2 separate regions of the Mus musculus genome follow, and region 1 is linked to region 2. A link is a contact called in public Hi-C data. All regions are on one chromosome and are shown on one strand. Each heading gives the region's core, a stretch centred on a gene start, on an enhancer-like site or on the middle of the called end of the contact. The rest is flanking DNA. Distances are from core to core; before and after follow the strand shown.

Region 1 (2,861 bases), core at 127-2,626, 1.2 Mb before region 2:
CTGGGGTACTGACTTTGCTCCCACAGTTGTTTATTATTATTATTATTATTGTTATTATTAATTTTTGTTTTTTAAGACAGGGTTTCTCTGTGTAGCCCTGGCTGTCCTGGAACTCACTCTGTAGACCAGGATGGCCTTGGACTCAGAAATCTGCCTGCCTCTGCCTCCCAAGTGCTGGGATTAAAGGCGTGCGCCAACTACCACCCGGCTATTATTATTATTTAAAGTCAAAATATAATTATGTAATTTCTCCCTTCCTTTCCCTCTCTTTAATCCCTACCATGTTTTCCTCTGGTTCCCTTTCAAATTCATGGGCTCTTTTCTCATAATTGTCATTGTTACACATACACACTCACACAGACACACAGACACACATACACAGACACACAGACACACAGACACACAGACACACAGACACACAGACACACAGACACACACACACACACACACACACACACACCCAACATAACTTGCTCAGCCTGTTTAATATTACTATTTGTGTGTGACTACATTACAGTACATGTGGGGAGGTCAGAAGACAATGTGTGGGAATTGATTCTCCATTTCTACCATGTGGCTCCTGGGATTCAAACACAGGTCATGAGGCTTGGTAGCTCTACCTTTAGCTGATGGTCTTTCCCTCTGGCTCACATCTTGTATTTTAAATTCACTCAGTGATCCTATGAGGTAGACTCATTATACACCTAGAAAAATTGGAACTCCACAGAGACTATGTTTTGATTTAGGCTTTTATAGCCAGAGAAACGTAATAGCTGCCAAGGAGTAGGTACACAGCGATTACACCTCTGCACAGGATACTATCTCTGTGCTAAAGTTAGAGAAACAAACTGTGGCAAAACACTCACAACCAAAGGTTACACCGTGTCATAGTTCAAGGAAGACTGTGGTTTCTTGAGAGACTCAGTGAATCACTGGACTTGGGATTGGATAGCTCTGTGGGTTCCAAATGGCTTCTGCCCTTGACCAGAACTGGCTAGTCCAAAGGTACACAGCTGACCACAGGGCATTCAGACTGGTGTCTACCCAGCCACTTACTCCATTCTCCATGCAGATCTGGAGTGAGATGTAGCAACTGGCATCTGCCAGTCTTGGGCCCTTGATCTGCTGATGGAATAGAGTGGAGAAGGGAATTAAAGCAGGATTCCTTGTGTACTTTGTTGTATTAGAATGTACCTCTCTGAGACTCTTATAGGAGAAGAGAAGGAAATAGGCTTTGAAAAGAGGAATTGGATTTATGGTGCATCCCAGGGTCTCTACGATTTTGCCCAGTGACCTTGGAGTGAGGAAACCCAAGACAGCTGTGACTTGGCAGCCAATGGGCCTAGATCCAGGGATTTTGGCTTCACTCGGCTGTAGGGGTGGAACAAAAGGAGGGGGAGGCTTGTGTTTCACGCTTGCATCAGGCATTTGGAGAGGATCACTATCCTCCAAAGAGATGAAGATGAATTCTGTGTTGCCTTGGTGACATAAAGGAAAATTATCAGATCTACTTCGAATGTGAGTATTTCACAGCCGTCATTAAATTTTTGTCTGAATTTTGCCAGGAAGGCTAGAGATGCACATATCTGGGGTTTAAAACAAATTCATCATGTTTCTTAAGCAGTCGTAACAGTCTCCCTCCCTAAAAACTGTGATGGGTGGGGGAAGCGGCTCAGAGACAGCAATGACTTCAAGCTGAGCAAAAAGATTCCCTCCTTGAGTTCTTGGCTCGAATCATGCATCCACCCTGAGAAATGTACTTTGTCCGCTCGCAAGTTATTTTTCTCCATCTTCTACGAGGCTGGAGCTGGCAACTCTGTTTATTGTGCACTGAGGGATTAAGTTGCTCCTCTGTGCAGCACAATCGTCATTCAACACCAGCTCAGGAAAGCAGGAATTGGTGTTTTGATTGCTGTTACCATGGTGACCAGTGGCCTGTTAGTTTGATGACCAGCAATGCTTTAAGTAACTGTGCTGAGGACTCCGGTCTGACGGGCATGGTTTCTTCTTCCCGTTACCTCACTTCTTGCGTGTGGCAAGTAGCTCACGTCACGGTTTTAACATGCCCAGACACACTCAGGGAAGGGCAGGAACGAGCAGAGGACGTCATTCTCAGAGGCTGGATGCTGCTGTTGCTTGGTTAGGATATCCTGTGAGGCCAAACAAACCCTGTCCCTGCCATTACAGCTTCTCCTGGGACGAATCATAGACCTTTTTTCTTCTGTCTTCTGCATAGGGTCTAACCTCTCTTAACTCAGAATGCAGCCATAGGCTCTTGGAGGTCTTCATTTGGTGCCACACTTATATTCCAACTAAACATTTGGTCTCCTAGACCTTTTTCAAAGTTTGAGCCTTAGTCCCACCTAGGATCTGGTAGCCTCCGGGGAAGTCTCTTATTCCTACATGTGTCACATGGTGGCAGGTGCTCTGGCTGCCTTCCAAATGTCTCTTCTGCCATCCTCTGTCCTTTATGGCACAGAGAATGTTTGTTCCCCTTGGGGCCTTGCCTTGAGCTGAGTGTGTGCCTCCAGTAGCTATGCTTTGCTTAATTTTTTTTTTTTTTTAGCTCAACCCTCCTCAGCATCTCTATGATCCACAATTCCTCTTTTCCCAGCCCAGAATATTCTCTGCTTCTCACAGGCCTGGTTGGAAACCAGCTCTGGATTTCTGGGTTTTCTAGCAGTGTGAGATATAGATTTTTCTTCTTCTTCTTCTTCTTCTTCTTCTTTTTTTTTTTTTTTTTTTTTTTTTTTTTGTTTGTGCCATAGCTAAAGGAGACATATGTCAGGTCCCCTTTTGAAGGAAAATGACCTGAGCACAGCTGTGTAAACTTGTGCTTCATGGGCATTTTGGGCACTGTT
Region 2 (3,002 bases), core at 269-2,768:
CTCCTCCTTCTCCTCTGCCTCTTTTCCTTTTTTCCTCTTCCTCTCCCACTTCTTTTTTTCTTTTTCCTTTTTTATCAAACCATAGTCTTTGATGACTGACCTTGAATTCACTCCTGCTTTGGCCTAGAGTCTATGGATAGATGACCAGGCCTAGATGAGAGTCTACATTTCTATAAGATGCTTGTGTGATTTACAGGTACCTTGAATATAAGGCATAGCATCTTTACTGTGGTTCTCTATTAAAACACACATTCCTGGCCTCATCTTTGAGCATCTTATGAGCTCCCAGGAGGGTCTATGCTAGGCTGTAATTAGCACACCAATTCGATAACTTGACTGAACACTGGGATTACCTAGACAGCTTTAACTTATGCAATGTTTGATCTCATTTTCATCCTCAAAATTCTGATTTAAAGGGTCTGCTGTGAGGTCCATCCAAGCTCTGGCATTGCTAAAGCCTTCCTGACTAGTTGTCATGAGCACCCAGGCAGTCCAAAACAGAGGTTATCTGTGGGTGGCCAAAAGTAGTCAGCACATCTAGTTAGCTTGACCCACACAGGGTCTCATAGTTTGCCTGCCAGCACTTGAACATGGAGGTTTCATAAAGGATACATACAAACACCTAGATTCCCAATTTCTCCGTAAAAATCCTAAATCAAAGACCCTAAGCTTCAGTACCTTCATGGCTACCATGAGCCAATATGACAGAGCCACTGCCTTCAGAAGCCCTGCCCATCTGAGTCCCCGCTGATATCACCCCTGCAATTGCCCCAGTAGGCACTAGTGTGTCCCAACCCTGATTGGACCCTGGAAGCCGTCACTGAACCATCTCCACTGGATTCTGCCTTTCTTTGGCTCTGCTGCTTGGCTAGAAGACAGACAATTCTTTCCAAAATTGGGTTTCAGATTTTTGAATTACACAACAGCCAGTATGTTGTAAATCTGGGTATCTTGCCCATACGCCTTTATCTTAGATTTGTTACAACCTGCACAGCATTGTTTTACAGGAGCTCGGGTGGATGTCCAAAGATAAATTATGATCCCTTGTGTGAAAGCCATATGCACCACTTGGTGAATCAATACCTGGCCAGCTTTGGCCTTTCAAGGGAACGCTTCAACCCACTGCCAGCCACCACTTGTTTGCATTTACACTTAGAGTCCTAACACATTCTGGACCCAGAGTTCTTCACAGTTTACAGAGCTCCTTCCCAGGCATTCTGCCACAGACTCTCCACAGTGAACCATGACAAAATAAATAGATTGCCTTTGGTGTTAAAAACAAAAACAAAAACAAAACAATAAAAAACTCAAAGAGGCAAAAGTGAGGTTGACATGCCCTGCTTGTCAGCATTTTTTTTTCAGATTTAACCTCTCTCTGCATTGCCTCTAAAGCATTATCCTGGAAGAAAATGCCTGATGAAGAGATCTCAAGAGAACTGTGGCTCTCTCTCACCACAGGACATCAATCTGGAAGCCAGAAGTTTCTGGAAATGCTCTCTTCTGCACATCTGCTTTCTGACCTCATGCTGTTCTTACCAGATGGTTCTTGGAAAGGTCCTAGTTGATCAGAGGAACAAAGTTCCTAAGGGATGCTTGACCCAGTAGAAAAAGTGTAGATGGGAGAATTTTTCATACCTGTCCAAGAGCTCCACGGCCTCACACCCCAATGACTTAACCAAGGACAGCCAGATGCATCCATCTGATTGAGCATTCGTCCCAACCAAAAGAAAGGGATGCCGGGCATGGTGGCACATGCCTTTAATCCCAGCACTTGGGAAACAGAGGCAGGCGGATTTCTGAGTTCAAGGCCAGCCTGGTCTACAAAGTGAGTTCCAGGACAGCCAGGGCTACACAGAAAAACCCTGCCTCGAAAAACCAAAAAAAAAAAAAAAAAAAAAGGAAAAAAAAAAAAGAAAGGGATGTAGAGACAGTGAACGGACAAATAAGAGGCTGATGGGGTATGAAGTAGGCAGGTGCAGCCTCAGTGGATAGATTGATGAGCTCAGAGTGGAGAATAGATGGCTGCTCAGAGGTAGAGAACAAACAGCTTTGTAATAATAGCCTCTATGGAACTGGCATGTAGGAGCCATGGTTTACTGGAAGTCTGTGTGGTACCAGGCTGTCCCTTTCTATTCTTCCTGATCTGACAGCGATTCTTAAGATGTTGCACTGGTCTATACAAACTTACTCCTTTGCTGGAAGGAGTAGGATGGTCCCTAAGTATGTGCATCCATGAACATCATTATTAGTAGTATGGTCCCTAAGTATTTGTATCAATGAACATTGTTATTAGTTGAGCCTCTGGACTTGAAAGCAGGCATAATAGTCAGCAGAATTTTGTTTCTGTCACTTTATGCCCTGGCTTTTGTTTCATCTTGCCTCTGCCTACACAGCATCAGACTCCCAAATGGCCTCCCCACTTCTTTTCCTTCAGACTGATCCATCTTCCATACTGTAGCTACAGACAGTGATCATCCCCATGCCTGTACACAGGGACCAACTGGAAAACTAAAGTAATTGATGGGTGATGCCATGCCCTGCATGGGAACAGTTCAGTAATGCCCCTAGAGAGTTTAGACTCTAGCCTTCAAGTTTCAGAAAGACTGTTTCAATTCCACATTAGAATCCCTCCAAAAGGCATTCGAGACTCCTTATATGGGGACACAGCCAAATCATTAGAGTCTGTGAGAGCAAGACCCAGGCATCTAGGCTAAAGTTCTGTAGGAGACTCTTACATGTCATTAAGAATGAGACTTTGGCTGAGTGTGGTGACAAAAACTTGTGATGCCAGCATTTGGGAAGCTGAGGTAGGAGGGTTAATTTTGAAGTCAGCAGGGATCGTAATAAGACTCTACCTTGTTCTTTTTTGGGGGGGGGTATTTATTTATTTAACATCCCAACTGACCACAGTTTCCCTTCCCTCCTCTCCTTGAAGTCTTTCCTCTTATCTCCCTTCCACCCCACCTCCCTATCCACTCTTTCTCCTCAGAAAAGGGGAGGCC

The links. Hi-C and Micro-C count contacts between places; a contact is called where the count stands out from the background.
Region 1: a contact with region 2 is called in a Hi-C map of uterus, with 2.0 times the contacts expected there. The contact joins two enhancer-like sites. A contact is called at or near these places in 2 of 484 Hi-C or Micro-C datasets (bone marrow-derived macrophages and uterus), 8 of 115 datasets of contacts at active chromatin or transcription factors (astrocytes, embryonic stem cells and stem cell-derived neural progenitor cells) and 1 of 9 other capture datasets (embryonic stem cells).

The regions. Positions count from the first base shown.
Region 1 is chr4:56,643,291-56,646,151 of GRCm38.p6, reverse strand. All of the region lies in intron 6 of Gm34687 (a long non-coding RNA gene), which reads left to right. Among named protein-coding and RNA genes, the nearest start is that of Gm26144, 34 kb to the left of the region's middle. Within about 2 kb of position 1,376, at least 130 of the 459 cell types and tissues checked have an H3K27ac peak or open chromatin away from gene starts, as enhancers often do. A contact at or near this core is called in uterus, where this site is marked.
Region 2 is chr4:55,460,042-55,463,043 of GRCm38.p6, reverse strand. No RefSeq gene overlaps it. Among named protein-coding and RNA genes, the nearest start is that of Gm22150, 7.6 kb to the left of the region's middle. Within about 2 kb of position 1,518, at least 6 of the 459 cell types and tissues checked have an H3K27ac peak or open chromatin away from gene starts, as enhancers often do. A contact at or near this core is called in uterus, where this site is marked.